Linked DNA regions of Mus musculus: all the other regions are linked to region 4. The links are chromatin contacts, called in public Hi-C and HiCAR-type maps. All regions are on one chromosome and are shown on one strand. Each heading gives the region's core, a stretch centred on a gene start, on an enhancer-like site or on the middle of the called end of the contact. The rest is flanking DNA. Distances are from core to core; before and after follow the strand shown. Region 1 has its middle 13 kb from the start of n-TKctt21. Region 2 has its middle 45 kb from the start of Gm30233. Region 3 overlaps Igf1 (insulin-like growth factor 1). Region 4 has its middle 34 kb from the start of Gm51779.

The links. Hi-C and Micro-C count contacts between places; a contact is called where the count stands out from the background. HiCAR-type assays count read pairs that join an accessible place to other places.
Region 1: a HiCAR-type map of fibro-adipogenic progenitors shows a contact between it and region 4, with 6 times the contacts expected there. The contact joins two enhancer-like sites. A contact is called at or near these places in 1 of 484 Hi-C or Micro-C datasets (uterus) and 3 of 115 datasets of contacts at active chromatin or transcription factors (VIP interneurons, fibro-adipogenic progenitors and microglia).
Region 2: a contact with region 4 is called in a Hi-C map of uterus. The contact joins two enhancer-like sites. A contact is called at or near these places in 3 of 484 Hi-C or Micro-C datasets (embryonic fibroblasts, nephron progenitors and uterus).
Region 3: a HiCAR-type map of fibro-adipogenic progenitors shows a contact between it and region 4, with 6 times the contacts expected there. The contact joins two enhancer-like sites. A contact is called at or near these places in 22 of 39 promoter capture datasets (the 3T3-L1 cell line, 3T3-L1-derived adipocytes, the C10 cell line and 15 more), 1 of 15 datasets of contacts at CTCF or cohesin (the NIH/3T3 cell line), 19 of 484 Hi-C or Micro-C datasets (the AML12 cell line, the BV-2 cell line, the C2C12 cell line and 11 more), 7 of 115 datasets of contacts at active chromatin or transcription factors (cardiomyocytes, craniofacial prominence, embryonic basal ganglia and 4 more) and 4 of 9 other capture datasets (adipose tissue, embryonic tail, liver and 1 more).

What each region holds. Positions count from the first base shown.
Region 1 is chr10:87,814,307-87,819,911 of GRCm38.p6, reverse strand. No RefSeq gene overlaps it. Among named protein-coding and RNA genes, the nearest start is that of n-TKctt21, 13 kb to the left of the region's middle. Within about 2 kb of position 2,566, at least 20 of the 459 cell types and tissues checked have an H3K27ac peak or open chromatin away from gene starts, as enhancers often do. A contact at or near this core is called in fibro-adipogenic progenitors, where this site is marked.
Region 2 is chr10:88,042,313-88,047,898 of GRCm38.p6, reverse strand. No RefSeq gene overlaps it. Among named protein-coding and RNA genes, the nearest start is that of Gm30233, 45 kb to the left of the region's middle. Within about 2 kb of position 1,573, at least 37 of the 459 cell types and tissues checked have an H3K27ac peak or open chromatin away from gene starts, as enhancers often do. A contact at or near this core is called in uterus, where this site is marked.
Region 3 is chr10:87,878,675-87,883,684 of GRCm38.p6, reverse strand. The region is part of intron 2 of Igf1 (insulin-like growth factor 1); the gene reads right to left. Among named protein-coding and RNA genes, the nearest start is that of Igf1os, 18 kb to the right of the region's middle. Within about 2 kb of position 3,519, at least 35 of the 459 cell types and tissues checked have an H3K27ac peak or open chromatin away from gene starts, as enhancers often do. A contact at or near this core is called in fibro-adipogenic progenitors, where this site is marked.
Region 4 is chr10:88,299,940-88,304,801 of GRCm38.p6, reverse strand. It overlaps a transcript of Washc3 not described here. Among named protein-coding and RNA genes, the nearest start is that of Gm51779, 34 kb to the left of the region's middle. Within about 2 kb of position 1,476, at least 39 of the 459 cell types and tissues checked have an H3K27ac peak or open chromatin away from gene starts, as enhancers often do. A contact at or near this core is called in fibro-adipogenic progenitors and uterus, where this site is marked.

The sequences.
Region 1 (5,605 bases), core at 1,317-3,816, 490 kb after region 4:
GGCATATGTGTGTGAGGAAAATATCCGATTACCAGAGAGAAAGCAATGAGGTCTTGGAGTCTCACAATCTATTTTGAAGGTATGCTTCAGATTTGCCTAAGACCCTCCCAATATGCCCTACCTCCTAAGATCTTACTGCCTCTCACACTGGTACTCGATGGATGAGAGTTACCAATACATGTGCCGCTGGGGAATAAGTTGACTTGTACCCAGTACACAATTATGACTCAGTATCTCGGAGGCCACATGAAGGAAGGTTTCTAATTCATTCTAAAACATTAGGAAGCAACCTACCCATTAAGAATGGAGCATGATTGAAGCTGGATGAAGCCAGTCAATGAGTGTGCAGTAGAGATGAAGAGTAGATGAGGCAAAGTCAATACTGATTGTGGGGACGGTACTGGACCTGAAGCTTTGGGTACAGGAAGAAGCAACTGTGAGAGATTCTGACACTTCAGTGAGATATAAAGCCACAAATCTTAGGGGTTACTTCTCAGGGTGGTTCAGGTTGGGAAAGTGGAGTGATCCTCTTTAAGGTCTTTTAGGGAGAGCTTTAAAAGAAGGACTTGATTCTTAGTGTTTTAGACCAAGAGGAAGGGTACTACCAGATTGCTCTTTAAGCGTAGTGACAAGGTGACATGGAGGCCATAGGTTGACCTAGCAGGAGCTGCTTTGGAAATAATGAATACTGGACCTGTCCCCCGCCCCCCATTTATAGTAGATATGCAGCTTGGCCTTCATGTGTTCTGCTAACAATTGCAGAGAGGAATGTCTCTGACTCTGTTCCCTGCCATTGGATCCCCTTCCCTACCTGGCCTGCCTGGTTGGGTCTCAGTGGGGAGAGAATGTGCTTAGCCCTACTGGGACTAGATGTCCCAGGGTGGAGTGATATCCAAGGTGGGCTTCCCCTTCTCCTCAGAGAAGGGACGAGGGTCATGGGGGAGGGATTTGTAAGGGCAAGACTGGGAGGAGAGGAGGGAGAGAGTCTGCAATTAGGATGCAATGTGAGTAAGAAATAAATTATTTAAAAAATGTGAAGCATTTATACCATGGGCTATTATTTGGCTGTTAAATAATATCATAAAATTTGCAGATAAATGGATGGAACTAGGAAAAATCATTCTGAGTGAGGTAACCCAGACCCAGAGAAACAAAAATGGGATGTACTCACATATAAGCAGATATTAGCTGTAAAGGATTACTGTGCTACAACCTGCAGAGCAAGAGAAGCTAAGTAACAAGGAGGGCTCAAGGGGGAGATACATGAATCTCCCTGGTAAGGAGAAGAACAGACATAATGGATAAACTGGGAATGTGTGGGGATGGGAACAGGAACATTCATATGGGGAAAGCTGGAAGGAGGGAATAACAATACCGGGAGAGACAACTGGAACTGGTTGGGGGACAAGTTGGGAATGAGCTAGAAACCTAGTTCAGTGGAAATTTCCAGGACTCTAAGAATGTGACCTTAGCTAAGACTCCTGGTAATGGGGACTACGGAGCCTGAACCAGCCATCTCCTGTAACCAAGGAAGACTTCCTGGGAAGGAACTGGGATACCAACCCAACCACAAATCTTCCAACCTACAATCTGTCCTGCCTACAAGATGTGAGACTCTCCCATGATTTTACAGTGAATGCTTCCACCCCTACTTCCCAGTTAGCTAAACCAACCTAGGGGACTTGCAATCACCTAGGCACAACTACAGTGGCTGAGACAGGATTTGAACCCAAGTCCTCTGACTTCTTGTCCAGCTGTTGATTATTGCCATACGCCCATTTATTGAGGACCTTGATGTAACTCATGGAGAAACAGGTCCCGGAGGAAGAAGCAGCTCATTGCAGCTGGCAGCAGATTGTGTCTGGAATTAGATTTAGAGTGCCTGGCTTCACAAAGACACTGACTTCTGAACTTCCAGCTGCTGCAGCCGGCGCCAGACCGAAGCTGCTGATGGTGCTGGAGAGGTTCAAGGCCCCAGAGACATGCCTGTAAGATGTTTGGCTCAGTAACTGTCTTATGGCATCATCTAGATATCGATTCAAGGGGCAGTTATGGGCTGTGAGGCTAAACGTGGGGTTGCCATGGATTGGGGAAACAGATGACATACCCCATTTGATCCTCCAAGATCTAGCTTGCTCACTTCTCATCTAGGACAGCTGAGCTTTTACTTGAGGCTGTTTGCCATGGTGTTTTCTGTCAATGCTCAGTGGGCTGCAGAGTCATCTTCTGGTGCTGTGGGAATGGCCACCTGACTAGGCCAGCCCAAGACGCTGCCACTGTGTATCTAACAAGCCAGCTCCTGCATGACCCTGATGTAAGAAACCCAGTATTATTCTTTGAAAGCACTCCACAATATTTTAATCCATATCTTCTGGGAAGAACTATAGACTGAGAGGATGCATGGAGTGAGATTTAAAAAAAAATTATGGTTGTACAAAGTCCAAATCACATGGAGCCTGGTTTTTAATTTGAGCCTCAGTGGTTTGGTCTGTTAAATGGATCCAGTAGTGGGGAAGCTTAAACAAAGTATTGTACACACTGTCAAGCAGGTGGCAGTAATGATTGCACTGAATACAATTCTCAGAGATAGAAAGGATCTAATTAGATATGAGATCTGTTCCCATTCTATTTCAGAGTTTTCCTGGATCTACCTCAGGAATAGGGTAGCAGCAGGCTTAATTTCTGTTGACAAGGACCAATGTTTTTAAGCTTCTGCCTAAAAATGAGTCACCATACAAGAGGCTGATTGGCTGACACCAGTTCTATTTTGCTGCGTACTGAATAATGAGGGGGGGGGGATGGACTGGTTATTAATGCAGAGAAGGCGGGTGGGGGAAAGCAATGAATAGAGACACAAAAATAGCCTCAGTAATTATAAGCCTTACAAAGCCTGTTGTGACGTACCGTGTGAGTCAAAAAAGAAGTGTGTGTGACATGAATCATTCTATGAATAAGAGAAGAAATCTTACTTCCTAAAGTGGGTTTTTGTCAGCAGTAATGCTCCATGCTGAAAAATGTATACTTTTCAGCCAATGATGGATACCTTTGCTGGGGCTAGGGGGATGGGGGAAAGATTGTGGGAAAGGGTGAATAGGAGAGGAGCAGTGGGTGGGATGTAGAGTGAATAAGTAGTAGTAGTAGTAATAAGAAACATTTCTTCTTCAACACAACAAAAATGAAACCAAAATTCTCATGGCAATTCAGTCTGAGCTCAGCTCTGGACTCACCTTAGTGGGAAAATTACAACATACTTCAGCAAGTTTTAATGTGTTAACCAGTCTCTGCCTCTTTGAAAATACACGATAGCAGTTTTGGCTTGGGAACTGCGATATGAACACATCGATGATCCTGGCAAGCTATGCAGCTCAGTGAGAGAGGCAGGAGGAAGAACGGAGAGAAGAGAATCTATATGAGGTGAGCGGAGCAGTCCCTTGTGTTTGCAGACTGGAGTTGGGAAGCAGGGCAGGTACCGTGGTTGGACTGAGACTTGTTGTAAGCATCAGAACATCCAGCCTGTCCTCTCTACCAGAGCATCCTCTGGATCTGCAGGATGGATGTTCACCTCTCCCAGGCCGACTAGTCCTGGGAGAGTCTGCAGGGTCTGCTTCCTAACTCCTGGGTGCCACCTTCTCACTGTGGCCTAACACAATAGAAAAAGTATGGTGGTCTTCAGGCTTCTCATTTGTCAAAGCGTTCATATCCTGTTCGTGTGGGTTCTGCCTTCATGGATCTAATTCCTTCCCAAAGACCTCAGATCTTCCTATAACCCCAGTGCCTCAAGGCTAGGTTTCAACATATACATTTTTGGGGCTTCACAAATATTCAAACCATAATACATTTCAGTCATCTTCTTCCTAATGGTGGCGATCAGTGAATTAATACTTTTGAAGCTTGGCTGCAGGTTTCCACTGATTTCATTAACTAATTCTACAGCGTTCCAATTTGTTGAAAGTCTAGTTCTACTGGGGCTTTGGTAAATGGGATAGAGAGATGGTAGGATCCATCACATATACAGACACTAAACTATTGCTGATGCCAAGAAGTGCTTGCTGACAGGAGCCTGGTATAGCTATCCCCTGAGAGGCTGTGCCAGAGCCTGACCAATACAGATGCAGATGCATGCAGCCAACCATCAGACTAAGCACAGAGACCCCCCAATGGAGCAGTTAGGGGAAGGTCTGTGGGAGCTGAAGAGGTTAGCAACCCCACAGGAAGAACAACAATACCAACCAACCAGACCCCCCATATCTCCCAGGAACTAAACCACCAACCAAAGAGTACATACACATGGGGGAACCCATGGTTTCAGCCACCTATGTAGCAGAGGATGGTCTTGTCTGGCATCAATGGGAGGGGGGACGCTTGGTCCTATGGAGGCTCCATGACCCAGCATAGAGGAATGCCAGGGCGATGAAGAAGGAGGGTGGGAGGGTGGGTGAGCACCCTCATAGAGGCAGGAAGAATGGGGGAGGGGACAAGAGGTTTAACTGAGAAGGGGAATAACATTTGAAATGTAAATAAATAAAATAACCAATAAATTTTTCTTTTTTAAAAAAAGGGTGGAGATTGCTCTTTGGCATTTCACTATGGAGCTAGAGAGAAATCTCAGTAGTTAAGAGCACTGCTGTTCTTTCAAAAAACCCAAATCCAATTCCCAGCACCCATGTGAGAGTGCACAACTGTCTGTAACTCCAGTTCCAGGAGATCTAGTGTCCTCTTCTGGCCTATAGGGGTACATGTGTGTGGTGCACAAACATACATGGAGACAAAGTAACAGTATGGATAAAATAAAATGATAAAATTTAAAAATTTTCAGTACATTTTAATTGGTCACTGTTTAGAATTGATGGCCCCCAAACAATGTGTATGCAATGTCTTCAAGCATTTGAATTTGCATATATGTATCTATTTCATGTGTATATATACATATAACATATTCAGATAGAGTCTATACTGAGTATAGACTGTCATTGTTCAAGCTGACTGTCATTGTTAAGACAGATGTTCCTGCCAAGCAAAGGAAAGTAGGGTGATCCAACAGTCCTTCCCACTGAAATAAGAAACAAAAGAGAATCCCCGTTTTTGAAACAAACAGAGAAACAATAGAAACAAGCGTGTATTGGCAAGGATACATAGAAACTGGAGATCTAGCCCACTACTGGTGGGATTTAAAATAGTATAGCTAAGAGTGAACAATGAGGTTGTTTTTCAAGAACATCAACACTGGGTTACCACAAGGTCAATTATTTTCATTGTGGGGTAGAGACTCCAAATGCATTGACAGCAGTCTTGAGATACTGGACACCCATATTTATGGAAGCTTTGCTCACAATTGTCATAAATAAAAATAACCCAAGTGCTGTTGCACATATGTATGATTGAATATCATAAAGCCTTCTAGGGGAAGTCAGTTCTGAATCATGATATGTTGTTGAAGACATTATACTCAAAGGAATAAGCCAGACATACAAAACGTCAAATATCATATCATTTCCACTCAGTGGAACACAGAATTAGCCAAATCCATAGATAAAGACATTATAAGAATGGGTTTCAAGGGCTGAGATGGTGAGTTATAGAGAGCTAGTGTTTGATAGGCAGGAAA
Region 2 (5,586 bases), core at 324-2,823, 260 kb after region 4:
TCTCTGGCTGTTTTCTTTCCAACTGAGTCTACCCCAGACCGAATCCTACTCCCTAGAGGTATCCTCTTGTAATGTTTTGATGTATATAGCTTTCCAGACCTCTTCAATTATTTTATATGCTAACTGGAGTCATACCCTGTTACAGCGGGAAGAGACCCTGAAGGTCATCTGCCCTCCTCCCCATTTCTACCTTGGAGGTTTCCATAAGATAAATGTCCCATCTAAAATCCCACCATAGCATGGAGCTGACAAACTAAAACTTAGGTCCTAAGTTCCGCATCACGTTTTAATATTCTTAGTCTATTGGGTGCCTCAGAGAAGTGGTTTCTGTAAGGTAGATGGAACGGCGTGTGGTGATTTACTTTACAAGGCGAGCATCCATTTTCTAATGGATGGTAACAGCTCTTCCTAACCACACAGCAATGCCTGCAGCGTTTCCTTTGGCTAGAGGCTGGTTTCACAGGCCTGGTGCTCTGCTGCCTAAAGCAGCGCTCTTGGATGGAAGCCTCTCGGTCATACAGAAACCCTTGCCTCTACTTCAGTCTTTCACTCCATTGTGTTGGCCACAGTCACAGGTCTCCCTACGTTTGCCTCAAGTGCTTCTGGAAGGATGGAGCTTAGCCCAGACAGGCTGTTCACAGAGCAGACTCTGGCTATCTTTCCGAATGTTCCCCATAAACCCCAGGATTTTCTTCTGGTGCAGAACATCATGTTTTGTTTTGTTTTTTTTTCTCATATACCTTCAGATAAAATTTATAGCTTGCTTAGTAGGGTCTGACCTACCTTAGACATCTAGTCTGGCCTTCTTTCATATTTTTAAAACCGATCCTCCCTAAGGCTTTTACTTTGAGTACAAGTTGCGCTCCTCCGGTCCATTACAACCTGCACGTGCCCATGAAATGGCCCTAATGGGAGCCTTCAGATCTGCTGTCTCCTCTTCCTATTCCATCTCGGAACATCTCGCTCACCTGACCCACTTGGATACCTTACGGTTGCTCTTCTTCCACCTGGCAGAGAGCTTTCGTCTTCATCCAAGCCTAACATCTCTTCGGAGTTATCATGAATACATTTCCTTTGACTATAGCCAGATCAAGCTCATAGTAAATTTTGGATAAAAATGTTGTTGTTGTTTTGTCCTTTTTTTTTAAAATTTTTAATGTATTTTTGTCAGGCACACAAATCAACCAAACTTGAACTTGAAAGGAAGAATGTGCTAAGAGGGGGCGCCGGGGGAGGCACTCTGCAAATATATTTTGCAATGAACAGAGTACAGGCGAGCTCTTCGGTGCATGGTGTGGAGGTTATTGTGTAGGGACTTTTCTCTCACATTAGTCTCTGCCTGATGTTTCCGTGTGTGTGTGTGTGTGTGTGTGTGTGTGTGTATTGTATGGTATGTTAAACAAGTGTTATTTTGTTTCTTGTAGCTGCAGGAGAACACGTTCATGTTTGCCTTTCATATCCACTTTAAAAGGACGGGATCTGTTTTACAACTTGGGACCGTTGCTATGAAGCCGTCTGAAGCATGGCCTCCAGTTCAGGCTCACGCCTCTGGGCCTTAATCACAAGCAGATGCTCCCCTGAATCAAGAATTTCCCTCTCTGCCTGCCTATTCGGCCTGAGCAATGAGCTGCCTAACTTGGATCCTCTGGGCTTCTTGAAAAACTCCACAGGCTGCCTCCCTAGCATGCTGGTAACAGAAGATTGATATTTCCCAGGTCCAAGCAGGACTTTGAAATAATACCTATCCCTTGCAGAGAGCTATTTATCTTCCCCTCCTCCCACAAGTGTTTTCACATACATGAGCTCATTGTATCCTTCACGAAGTCCTTGGAGTTAATCAGGAAAAGTAGAATTTCCCCCCCCAGGAACCTGAGGTCCTGATGTTAAGTAGCGTTCCCAGGTCACACAATGAGCTTGGACTCCTGGTCTAGTATTCTTTGTACCAAAGTGACACCAGCATTGACTTGGTCCTGTGTCAAAGTTGTTCAAGCTGTTTCTCAGGAGCTGGCTGAATCCAGGCTGCCTATCATTTATAGAGCTTAAATTTAAGTTACATTGGAACATCAATGTACTGTTCTGTGTTTTTCTCCTAAGTCTTCAAGCTATATATCGAAGGCAGTGAATCAGTGGCCCTAAAATTTTGGGGGGTAGCTTGTTTAAGATATGCTGGTTCAGAATATAAAAGATATAGCCCCAAATTCAGCGTAAAAGAATAATAAAAATGTGCTTAACCAGTGAGCCATCTCTCCAGATCCCGGAGTTTTAAGAAGCTTGGTCTGTGACTCTCATCTCTTCAGCATATACTCTGTGTGATAAACTTTTTTTTTTTCTTATAGGAATTAAGGAGGCTGCATTTTATTTCAGGATTGGTATGTATCATGAGATGAGGTTAGCACAAAAGCTCGTCTTACAAACTTGTAGAAGTCTTGGGGAGAACTGTGGCCATCTGAAGACTCAAACTGAAGGCTTCAATCCATATATGTACAAACGTGGGGAGTGGCAGCTGTGTAAAGATGTGCCAGTAAACACATAGATGCTGAAGCAGTATGTTTGAAATATCCTCATAGCTGTCGCAGAACTAGGGTACAGTTGGGGAATTTATAATCTAGGCTTCTGCCATAGAAGCAGATGTGAACAAGGCCACCTGCAGAGTTGGTGACAGTTAAGAGCTTTGAGCTGGACTTCCAGCTTTGGCCCACTTTGTGTAGATTTTTAGCTTAACTCCAATACCTTCATTCCCTTTTCTATGCACTGTATAATGGTAGTTCACTTGAACTGCTGATGCTTTTAATCTGAAGCCAGGGCCAGGAAATTGGGAGGTTTTTTTTTTTTTTTTTTTCTCCTTTCCTTTTTTTTTTTTTTTTTTTTAACATCTGGAAATATTTACCTCAAGATCTTGAGAAAAAAGAGTTCTTGGTTGGATAGAGGAGAGGAGCAAGGCAGAGGACCCAGAATCAAAGTGTTCATTTCCAGCTCAGCAAACAACAGACTGTGTACACGATCAGAAGGAACAGAAGTGTCCTCTTTTCTGAGCCCATGAGTACATTGCCGTTGACACAAGGACCTTATCTGTGATAGGTTATGACAGAGTTCCAAACCAGATGACAAGATTCGGTGAGGCTGTTTCTGCTGGACGATTACAATCATCTTAATAAATACTTAGTGCCATTTACTGCGAGGAGAGAGTGGGCGTACAGTACTTTGTGGGCTTCACAGTTAGTGTTGAGGAGTCTAGGAGAAAGACGCTGTAGGAGCAATGATAACTTAACAGCTGGACTGCCAAAAAGTTTCTGGCACAGTCCTACATAAATATTTAAAGCTTCCTTCTACTTCCCAATGCTAGTGCAATCCAGTTTCTCCTGAGACTAGTGTTGTGAGGAACGTTTAGGGTGTCATGTATAGGAGATAGCACTGTATAGAACTCCTCCCATCCTTTGGTTCTCACATTCTCTCCGACTCCTTATCCATGATAGTGGTGAACTGAGCGTTGGTGGTGGTGGGTTAATATACACAGCTGTGTCCATTTAGGGCTGAACACTCAAGTTCTTATTTCAGCACTTTGTCCAGTTACATATCTCTCCATAGACTGCTGTTTGCTTCCTCTCTGGCCAAAATTGAGAGCATTCTCTATCTATGGGCATAACCATAAGTATTGAGAAGGCCATTTGCCAACATGGTCATAAGCAAAATGATAGCACCTTCTATCCTAGGGCCTATGATGTCCCAAATTGAGTGTTTGACTAAGATCTCCCCATTGGCTTAAATCACACCTTTTGGCATTATGAAAGCTAGCCAACAGAGAGGAGATTTCTTTGCTGGTGGAGAGTCAGTCCTCCAGGTTATGCAGCTAACATATTAATATCTTCAACAATAGCATTTTTATGATGTGGTTATGGTATGCAAACAAGGGTAATGCAACGGCCTGTGCTGTTCTGGAGATCTGTAGGGACTCCTTGAACAAAGCTCAATCCCATGCCTTGTATTTTGATCTTCGTTTAATAACCCACATCTTCTGAAAGTAGGTTTTTTTCCACCTATGCAGGGTAATTCCATTCAAACTATATTTTTGAAGGTGTATTTTGAAATTAGCTTACTAATCAGTGGGTTTCTACAAGGTGTTTTCATAGATCCTTGGTTTTGATCAATGCCCCCATTTATTCCTCCTTACCCATTCTGGATTAATTAACCCTTTAGCCCTCAGTATCTCCCCCTCTTCTTTCACCTCACAAGTTTTACTATCTTAACTCATTTTTTTAAAGTTGGCTTGTAAGATAGCAGGCTTGCATGTGGCTTTTCCTACTTCCTCCCTTCCATTTAGTCTTCTCCGTTGACCCTGATTTCCCTATAATCCCCTTCCTGTTTAAAACTTCCTGCCTCCAGAATTTCATCTCACTACTTTAATCTATGATATACCATCCCTTCTCTTAGCACAGTCCCAAAGGCCCCTTTCTAGTTTCCTGGTTTCTGCTTTGCTCCAAGTTAAACACACAGAATAAAGGATTTGAAGAAAAATTTAAAGGGAGAATTACATATATGCATATATATGTATATATATATATGCAAATATATATGCTGTTCATGATGCTTTTTTAGATACAAGTTCTTATGCAGCTTTTTTTTTCTGCTGAAAAGCACAAATATCCACTGAATACAGATCTCCCACAAGAAAGTCTCAAAATTTGTATGGGTTTGAGTAAAATATATCAAACTCACCCTCAAACCTGAATGTTAATTTTCCTGGCTCCAGAATCTTAGATTGAAAGATTTTTTTTTTCTTGGCATCTGAAAGGTGTGTGGTTGTCTTTTAGCTTGCACAATTTCAATGAAAAGTCTTGAACTGTGTCCCTCTGTTTACCTTGGGTATTTTCCCTTCTTTGGTTTTCAGTGTGTTACTTATATTTCCAGGTTTGCCTTATATTAGAAGTTACTCCTATCCTATAGTGTGTTTTCTCATTACATGTGAAAGATTAACTTTAAATACTTGAACACAGTTACAATAGTCATTTTAAAGCTCTCCCAAGGCTGATTCTGTCATCCCTGTCCTTCTGGAATCTGCATTTATTAACCTCTTTGCTTTTCTTTCTCTTCGGTATGCGCAGTACTCTGTATAAGGGGTTCGTCACTAACTGGCTTGTCACTTAGAGTGCACCTATGGTCTCAGTTTGTTCCTTTAGGTAGTTAATTTACTTGTGTACTCATCTCATATTTTTCAAGGCCTTTTAAATTGATATTTTTGTTTAATGGATTTTTAATTACTTTCATTTATTTACACGTGTGCATCTGTACACTTGCCACAGTAGGCTCCGGGGCATGAGATTTGAATGTTGGTTCCTCCTTCTACCATGAATCCTGAGAAAGGCACTCAGGTCATTAGTCTTAGAGGCCAGAACCTTTACTGGCTGGGCCATCGCAATGGCCCTAAGACCCTTTTGTAAACAAGTGTAACACAACCAGAAGATTAGTAAGTCCAGGTCACTACTCTTTCCATTGTTTATTTTCTTATGGCTTTTGGTGGCTTATTTCCATTTTCTCCTGTACTGTCACTTGTAACTGAATAATCAACACTGCATAGCAGAAAATTATGAA
Region 3 (5,010 bases), core at 2,270-4,769, 420 kb after region 4:
AGTGGTGAGCCTTGAGTCTCTGAATTTGGTAACAACATCACAGATGTCATTCATATCACTTGGCAGACAGGTGGGATACTCAGATCCCTGTTTTAAAGGGAGAAAATTGCCTGAAACTTCCCAGCTCAAAGCTGCTACTTCAAAGCTCTTTGTGATGACCAGAGTTAACTTCAAGCTATAAGAGTTCCCTTATATAACAATTGTTGTCTTTTTGGTAGTGAAATAAATGTTACGTCAATACATACAGTCACTTAGAGCAGGATCTCTGCTTAATTCAGGAAAAATATTCTTATGCTTTGAGAAATTATCAATGCCCACGGTGCTCTCTGTCAGACCCTATCTGTATTGTGGGATGGAGATCAGCCGGGGGTGAGGCTGATGGATCTTACAACTCTAGGTAGGATTTGGAAAGTATTAATTTTATGTTGGAAAGGCTGGTCTAACAAGCTCACAAGAAGAAGGATTCCTAGGTGATCTTTCCAACAATTCTAACTTAGATCAGCTTGTCCTCATACTCTCTCTGGCCTCTGTCAGGATAGGAAACACATTCAAACCTCTACCTCACCAGGCATCTCAGCAGAGAGTGCTCAGAAGTAATACAACCCATCGTCCATTTAAACATCAGTGGGCACTCTTACATGATCATGTATAAAGAGAGTAAAATTAAAATTCTTGGTATTGATTTGGAAATTCAGGAATATGGTCTGAAGGCAAATGGAGAGAAAGGAATAATATTTTAATGTATCATTTTAAATAGCAGGTTTTGGAACTTACTAATAAACAGGTAAGGATCAGTTTTTAAAACGTGATTGACAGACCTTACAACATACTTTTGATAGTATGATAGGTGCCCATCAACAGTACTGTACAGTCTTTGGCTTTATTCATTCAGCTTTCTTGTTGACACTAACTCTATAGTAAATAAATAGTAGTTCATGAAATATCTCAGACTTTAATTACATTTACAATAGGGACTTTCTGCTTTTTCTATAGCATTTTACAGTTGACCATTCAAATCAAAAATCATTATGTTGAATCCATTTCTGTAACATAAAATTGACTCTATAATCTTGATGGTGAATAACCCATCTTTCCAGGTCCTCAGGGATGAGAATCTGTTTTATAGGCACTCCAAAACTGTAGAAATAGGTATTTTTGGATCTAGGAGACAGAACTTTAGTGTTTCATTTTTCTTGTGATATTTGTGGTTTACCTAGCATTGGGCCAATGCTCAGCTTTCAGTTGGGGCCCTGGAGATAGACCGGCTCCTATATTTCTAAACGAGTTGCTCCTTGTGAGACATGCCATAGTGTTTTAATCTGGAGATCATAGCAAGCTTCCAACAGAAAGGTTCATGTTCTATTTACCTAAATTCCCTCTGCAGTTTTCTTTTGATACATCACTCCTCACTTTCTCCTTGAAAATGCCTAAAAGTCCAGAGGGAGCATCCAACCCAGCCATGACTGCATTTGAAATGAGTTACTGCATTCCCATGGGAATGCACAACTACTCTCAGCCTGTGGGGTCCAAAGAAAAATGGGCAACGTAATGAATTCCATGCAACATTAGCATACTGTGTACAGGGAGCTAGGGAAATCTTACAGAAATTAATTAAATGTGGCCCGCTCTTACCTTTGACAAGCTTATTTCTAAGCAGATAGTAGAAAGCAGGAACACTCACCAAAACAAAACAAAACAACCCCCACCCTCCAAAACCTCCAAACCCAACAACATGAAATAGAACACATTATAAAAGCATCTAGAGTAATATTAATGCTTTCTTGTTTCAGAAGAAAGTTGACATCTGCTAGAAGACTTTACAAAGTCAGTTACATCTGAGAGAACAAACCCATGAACAAAACCTGGTAATAAATCATGTAGGTTGGATGTTGGAAGATGTTGCGGACATTTGTAGACCCAATAAGCCAACTGATTCAGGGACTTTTGGACTGAAGCAAGTCATATTAAGAGGTGAAATGGGCCAGAGTAAGATAGTTGAGAACAATGGAAGTTTAGGTGAGGCAGAAAGGAAAAGACGTATCAAGATGAAGAGAGTTGTCCTTCAATGAATATTGGCCAAAAATTGGTCCTGTCTAAAAGCAATGCAAGGACAAAGATGGAGCAGAGACTGAAGGAATGGCTGACTAGCCCATTTTAAGACCTATTTCAGGAACAGGTAACAATTCATCACACTATCAATGATGCTATGTTACACTTGAAGACAGGGGCCTAGTATAGTAGCCCTCTGAGAGGCGCTACCCATCAGCCAACTGAGACAGATGCAGATACCCACAGACAAACTTTGGATGGAGGTCGGGGACCCCTGTGGAAGAGTTAGGGGGAAAGATTGAAGGCCCTCAAAAAATGACAATCCTACAGGAAGACCAACAGTGTCAACTAACTTGGACCCCTGGGAGCTCTCAGGGACTGAGCCACCAACCAAAGAGCATACATGGGCTGGTTCAAGGCCCCTGGCACATATGTAGCAGAGTGCTGCCTTGTTTGGACTCAGTGGGAGAAGATGTGCCTAATCCTGTAGAGACTTCATGCACCAGTGTGGGGTGGTAAGCAGGGGGAGCTACCCTCTTAGACCTATCCCAGGTCTTAGAGGCTAAGGGGAGATGGGATGAGGAGAGGAATTCTTTGAGGGGAAATCAGTGGGGGTTCGGGGGAGGCAACATTTGGGTTGTAAATAAATAAATAAATAAATAAGATATTGGCAGATAATTCAGATTAAAAAAAACCAACACAGTCTTTTCCAAGAAAAATACTTATGAAGACTAGATACAAGATACAGGCTGTTGGTTTGTGGGTTCTGCTGTAGGGAAACATTAAGAAATGCAACTGGACAAAGTCTGGCAGTGGCCCTCTTTTAACATGCCTTGCTGTCAAATTAGAGAATTTGGGCTCAATTTATTTAGCCATGCATGGTCACTGGAAAGTTGTTTAGGAAAGGAATAAAGCGATTAGAACTGTGTTTATAAAGATGAATCTCCTGGGTGGGATGGCTGGAGTCAGGCAAGATTGGACACAGAGCGAGTATCGAGGAAGCTGTTGCAATAGTTTTGCTGAGTGATGAGGAGGCTCAGAATGGTGATGGGACTGGATGGAGGGACACATGTGGAATCTTCCAGTGAATTGGTAACAGCTGTTCTCGATCTTGGTGCAAAACAAACTATAATGCTACAGCTTGCTTTGTCTAAAAAAGTTGAGTTTGATGGTCCACACTGTCTTAAACATACTGGATGATTGCATAAATGATTCATTAAGTTGGCTACAAACCTGGCCTTTTCTGCTTGACAAGGCCTGTAGCCAAATTCTTCACTTGCTGTTGAAGGAGCATCCCTTTGATGATCTCTAAGTTTATTAAATGTTTGGGATTTCAGACTTGGGTTCTTCTTTCAATAAAGAGAGCCTGATAGCTTACAAATTCTTGATGACGTGTACCTTTGGTATGTCTGGGGAGAGCTATGAAGTTGTGCAAAAGATAAAGTCTGTGTGGTATTCCTATGAGTCAGCGGAAGTTAGCCGAGTGAGTGGGTGATCTTACAGAGCCAATAAATGCATGATGGATTGAATGAGAGAAAAGTGGATATTTTGCATCCAAAGGGATTGTGCATATCTTCAGCAGAAACAGTGTGGGCTGGTGCTAACAGCAGATGACTATATAAATGAATGAAGCAACCCTTCAAGGTCACTATGGTGTGTGCTGGGCTCACAGTGCATATTCTGAAAGCTGCAGACAAGGGATGCCACTTGGGCTTCAAAGCAGATCCCGCCATAGTATGCCAGCCTATTTTCCAAGAGACTGTGTTACCTTTTGCTTTCATTTAGGATATTTTGATGTTTATAAACACACACACACACACACACACACACACATATAACAATTCATGTATGTGGGTTACAGTTGGATGGGTTTTGAGTGGCGACTGGAATCTTGTGAGATCTGCTCACCAACTCCATGAGTGTAGTGGTTGTGCTTACTTTTTAACCTCTTGTTATCAGGCCAGGGCCAAGCAGAGCACATTCTGTAAATGGTGAAATCAAGAGACGGAATCAGAGAATGCAGGAAATATACCCTTATGATTTGGGTTGTAAGATTGATATTTAAGGAGTCCTTGTGGCACAAGAGTAAATCTTCTGTCAAGGCAGGCTTCATTTTCCCATGGACTCCGTTCACCACAAAGCAGATACTCAGTGGCTGAGTCTACAGTGAAACTGGTGGTTGCTGTGATTTAACTTCTATGTGTTTTTATCAAAGAGCCAGGTAAAGGTTAATGAGAGAAGAGTGCTAGCAACCGTGAAGACAAACAATATACTTGACTCCGTATCTAACTGGACCCTTTAAAAGCAGGACTAAGGAGATTCAGATTCATTGTGAACTGCTTGTTCCAGATAAGGCTGTAGATATTATTTTGTCAATATTGAGTCAGTGATGTGATTGTATGCAAATAGTTGTCACCTGGTTCTAAACAGATCAAATGTAACAATTTGGTCTAAGAACAACACCAAGATTCTAGACCAAGTATCTTTAAGAAGTTTCAAAGAGCTTAAGAAAAGTGCATATAAGAAAACGTGGAAGTTGTATTGTCTATTCTTTTCCCCTGAAAAACAGAGAAAAGAGATCACCATTACCTATTTCCAAGGTAGAACACCTTAGTTAATCTTAATAGCATTGTTCCAGTGGCAAATTTGATTATTACATTCACTAGATTTATTTAGTTCTGAGTAGTTCCAAGATCTTCTAACTATCTGATTTAAAACCACTCTTGTTTCTTTCTAGCCTCATTTAAGGGACAGAAGTTCAAGCTGGCTTGCTTTCATCTTTATCTGCTCTGCTATAGGACCAAATCCCCAGGAGGCTGTCTTGTGTGTGTGAGTGTGTGTGTGTGTGTGTGTGTGTGTGTGTGTGTGTGCCTGGTCCTGTATTATTATGCTCAAGCAGGGGATTTGTCATATTCTAGAATGGCCCTGGGGAAACTTGGATATTACTTTGAGACACAGTTT
Region 4 (4,862 bases), core at 227-2,726:
TTTATTGAATCCTACTTAACCCAGCATTTCCCAACCCCTTTGCCTTACATAATAATGCTCATAACTAATTCCACACTTTGTCTTTTTTATGTGGCTGGGTGCTTTTGAAGAGGCACTTTCCAGTATCCTGTATGCTCAGGAGATAACCACGGGACGTGGCTTCCAGTTGTTCCTCAGGGATCAAAGCTGCAACTATGATTATGAAATCCTGAGATTTGTTAGAAAGGTTTAAAGGTTCGGCAAATTTACAGGTCATGGCTAGTTTCCTGAAATGGACCACAGGGGGCGCTAGTGGACTGTCATAATGACTGCCACACTCCAGACTTGGCAAGGAAGGGCCAGGCTGGAGCTGTGGCAACCAGGGGCACTTGAGCAGATCCTTTCTCAACTGAATGGAAAGCTACTGAGAACTTGCTCCTATCCCTTTTGGATTTCTGTTTCTTCTGGATGGGTGGTGGTGGTGGTGGTGGTGGTGGAAGAAAGGGACAGAATTCAGAAAAGAAATCTTTTGCCCTTATCCTCAGAGATCAGGTGGGGGGTGGAATCCCATAAAGCAAGACTTTTCATCTACATATCAGTGGCTTGTGCTCACTTTGAGCCAGCTGTGGTTGACCATGGAAGGCCTTATTTTTTTCTTTATAAATTCTTTTATTATAAATTAAAAAGGAGGGCGCAGGGTGTGGTATGCACGACTCTAAACCTGGCAGTCAGAAGGCTAAGGCAGGAAGATGGGGAATTCAAGTCTAGCCTGGGCTACATATTGCTATCCATACAGGGGAGAGACAGATGTCTTTAGAATATACATTTGTTTAAATTAAAAAAAACCCTTAATGTTCTATAACTTTGCTGCTTTTAATGATCTGGCAGGCTATAAGGGGCTTTGGTGCAAAATGGACATACATATCTTTTTATCATCTTTGTCATGTGGCACATATTAATGAAGGCAGCCCAACTTAAACACAATTAACTCATGGAGTGACTTTCCCCCTTTTGGGTGCTAGGGACTTAACTCAGGGTCTTGTGTATACAGGCAAAGTCTCTACCACTGAGTTAACATTCAAGTCCTTCGGAAATACTTAGCAGGCTATTGGTTTCTTTCTGTGTATGTCCTGTCTTCCCAACCAATACTCCCTGAATGTAAGGGTTCCATTTAGGAAGACTCCTTCACAAAAGCCTTTTAAAAGCTTGCCCTCAGAAGAAAGTATAAATGGGAATTGGACGGTAGCCCACAGGCAGAGGCAGAGGCTATGTTCCCACAGAGATAGTCTGTACATGGCTGGTTCAGAGAACTTTTGAGTTTAGAGGATTTTCAACATTCAGTTAACAGCATCATTTCTTTGTATATAGAAAGTGACCAAGGCTCTCAAGTGAGGCTGCTCAGTACCAGCCCTTCCAGTGCTCGAGGTTCTGACTCCTGTTCTTAAACAGGGTGCAACCTCCCAGTACTACAATCGACCTAGTCCTGGGTGTTCCAGAGATTCCAGATGTTAATCTTCACCAGCAGCGAGGGGTGTGAAGCATCACATCACACCCACCAGGGCTCCACTACCCTGTGAAACAACTTGTTTGGACAATTTCATCTTTGTCCGAATGGGAGCAGAAGAGGAAGCCGACGCGGAACACCGAGCTCAGTTGAGGATCTCTGACCAGTCACTACCCCGCTCCTCTCGCAGGGATGCTGGGAAGAACTTGGACGTGACAGAGGAGACAGTTTACACTCTTGGAAAGTTACTGGTGCCTTAGAATTCCAGGAAGTGCTGAATCATAGAGTCACAGACTAGGAAAAGCTTCATAAGAAAAAGATGAAATGAGTATCCGCCGAACACCTTCCATAAAGTGGGGTATATTTTACTTCAACCTCAGTCGCTCCGCTCTGGGTGAGGAAACCGAGAACCACAGTGGAGTAGAAACTTGGCCCCAGTTACTGAACCCGTAAGCTCAGATTTGGACTAGGTTGTCAAATGATGGAGTCATTGCTGGGAACTATTATTATATCAAGGGGTCCTATTTTCACTTTCTGGTTCCAACCGCAGGTAACACAGCACACACTTGTGCGCGATGCCCTCGTCTTTCTTCAGAGCCTTCACTAATAGCAAAGTTCTCAAAGTCACTTGTGAATGTCAAGTTCTCCCTAGGATCTAACTGCAGTCCCTTCAGAGGCACTGCCCTCAGGGGACACGGAAAATGGCTGTAACAGTCCCAGCAGCAGCTTCCCTGACTGGGTTCCAAATTGCTTCTGTTAAAAGAATTGCCAATTCAAAACACATGCGCTGTCTTCAAGCTGGGCCCCACCCCAGATGCTAGGCTTGTTTGAGCCCCTTTCAGGCTTAGCCTGGATACCAGTCCCAATCAAGCCTGGGGACCTAGACAGACAGCAATCAAGATGGAGAAAGGCTCCTCTTCCCCTCTCACACTCCAGCCAAGCCTCAGCTGGGTCTGCTTTCTAAAGCATTTTCTAGGACTAACATTTTATGTAAACACACGAAGGGCCTCATCCTGCCAGGGCTTTGCCAGGAATGAGAAAACACCATTTCTTACGTAGAGACTTGCACATTTTCTATGTCTCTTTCCTAATAGAAAAATCTAGTCCTTTAGAACAAATGCGCACACGGATGACAGGACGTAAGGAGATACAGCCAATGGTGCAGTGGTTTGCATGGAAGAACAAATGAAAGCTTGTGGCAAATGTAGGGGACTTGGAAGCCAAAGATCTGTGTTTAAATATCAACAATGTCTCCTAGCAACTGTGTAATCCTTGGCTTGACTTCCCTGAGTATCAATTTTCTCCTCCATGAAATAAAAGTAATAATACCTAACTCTCCAGGCATGGTGGTATGTGCCTGTAAGCCTAATGCTTGAGAGGCAGAAGGATTATGAGTTCATGTTCTGGGCTACATAGCATGTTCCCAGCCAGCCTGAACTGTATAATAGGACTCGGCTTCAAAGCAGCAACAATAATAATGCTTAACTAATCAGGTAAAGTTACTAAATGCTACATAAAAAATTGCATTTATTTACTGGTAACAAGGGAATAAACCTATGGCCCTGTCCTGGTTTGCTTTCTATGGCTGTGTAAAGGCCTGGTCAAAACCAATTTGGGTAGGAAAGGTATATTTCAGCTTATGTGTCCTGACACTAGGGAACTCGGCGTAGAAAACCCAGGAAGGGGCCTGGAGGCAGGAACTGTAGCAGAAGCCATATCTCCCCCCCACACCCCAGGACTTGCTTAGCCTGCATCTTTTGTTTGTTTGTTTGTCTGTTTCAAGACAGGGTTTCTCTGCATAGCCTGAATGTCATGAAACTAGCTCTGTAGAGCGGGCTGGTCTCAAACTCATAGAGATCCACCTGTCTCTGCCTCCGGAGTACTAGGAGGGCTCGTGAGTCACCACCTGGTCTAGCCTGTACTCTTATATAACCTAGGACACACCTGCCCAGAGGTAGCACCTCTCACAGTGATTCATTTCAGTCATCCATCAAAGATGTGCCCCAAAGGCTTGTCCACTGGCCAATCGGATGGAGGAACTTTCTTAACCGAGATCCCCCCTCTCCTCAGATGCTTCTAGCCTATGTCAAGTTGACAAAAAGACCAACCAGTACAGCCCTTGTGCATGCTGAGCACATGCTCTGGCACTAAGTTATATCTCCAGCTCAATTTTTTAAAGGATATTACTATTATAACTATCGCTATTACTGGAGCAGTTTAAAAAAAGTATCAGACTTTGGAGAATAGCCTTTTATCTTGCACCATTGGGGAATATCTTTATATATTAAATAAATGCTGTTAAGAAAGTCCACATGTATTGAGTACCCACTACATACTGAGCTTTATATATCTTAAGGATTCTATGCTTTAGCTCATTGCTAGTCATCATAGAAGGTAATCGTGCTGTCTTTAGCACTCCCACTTTACAGAAGGGGAGAAGTGAGGCAAGGTCACCAAGCCCATGAGCTTCTAAGTTGTGGAATCTACGACAGTCTAACTACAGAATCCACACACCTGAGCACTATATCTGTAAGATCTCATTTATCTGAGACAGGGTCAAACCCAGCATGGCTGTTTCTTCTTTATACAGAGTATAGAGGTGAACAGTTCAGGACGAGGGGTTCTACCACACTCAAGGTACCTGCTCTGTCCCATATATACATGAAAGTAGATTATAGAGCCTCATCCACCATCCTTATAGCCCAAGAAGTAAGGGTGAAAAAGGGACAGGAGAGAAAGGGACAGATATATGTTGGTTTGTTACTAGTGTCTAGTCCTACATGTAGCCCTACACAACACCCATTGATTCCCAATGAACCCATTGATTACAGTAGCAAAGATCAATACAGACATTATTCTGCATGGCCTGTGGCCAGTTAGAAATGAGAGGATTTTTCTTGATGAAAGGGGGAGGATAACAAGAGGGTGTGTGTGTGTGTGTGTGTGTGTGTGTGTGTGAGCACTCCCTGTTCTTGCAGACGACCTGGGTTTGGTTCACAGCACTCACACGGTGGCTCATATTTACCAGGTACCCAGTTGAATGATGAATATTTTCTAAGCCCATATATTGCACCTATCTTTCAGCTCATCTCCTAGCCAAGGAAGTTGGGGACATGCCTTGAAATCTATAAACATCACTTTTACTTCCTCAGATGATGGCATGAGATGAGAACCACACCCAAGCTGTGCTAATGAATGGTTTGGGCCGAGACCAGAGCATTATTTCTTTCTCTGTTCTAACTATCCCTAGGCCTAGGCTGCACAATCTAATCTTCCAAGCTGACTAATCCAATCTAGGTTTCCTTGGCTTCTCACTGACTTGCTTGTCCCAGATTCATCCTACTTTGGCAATGTGTTCTAATCCTCTGGCTCCTCGTTC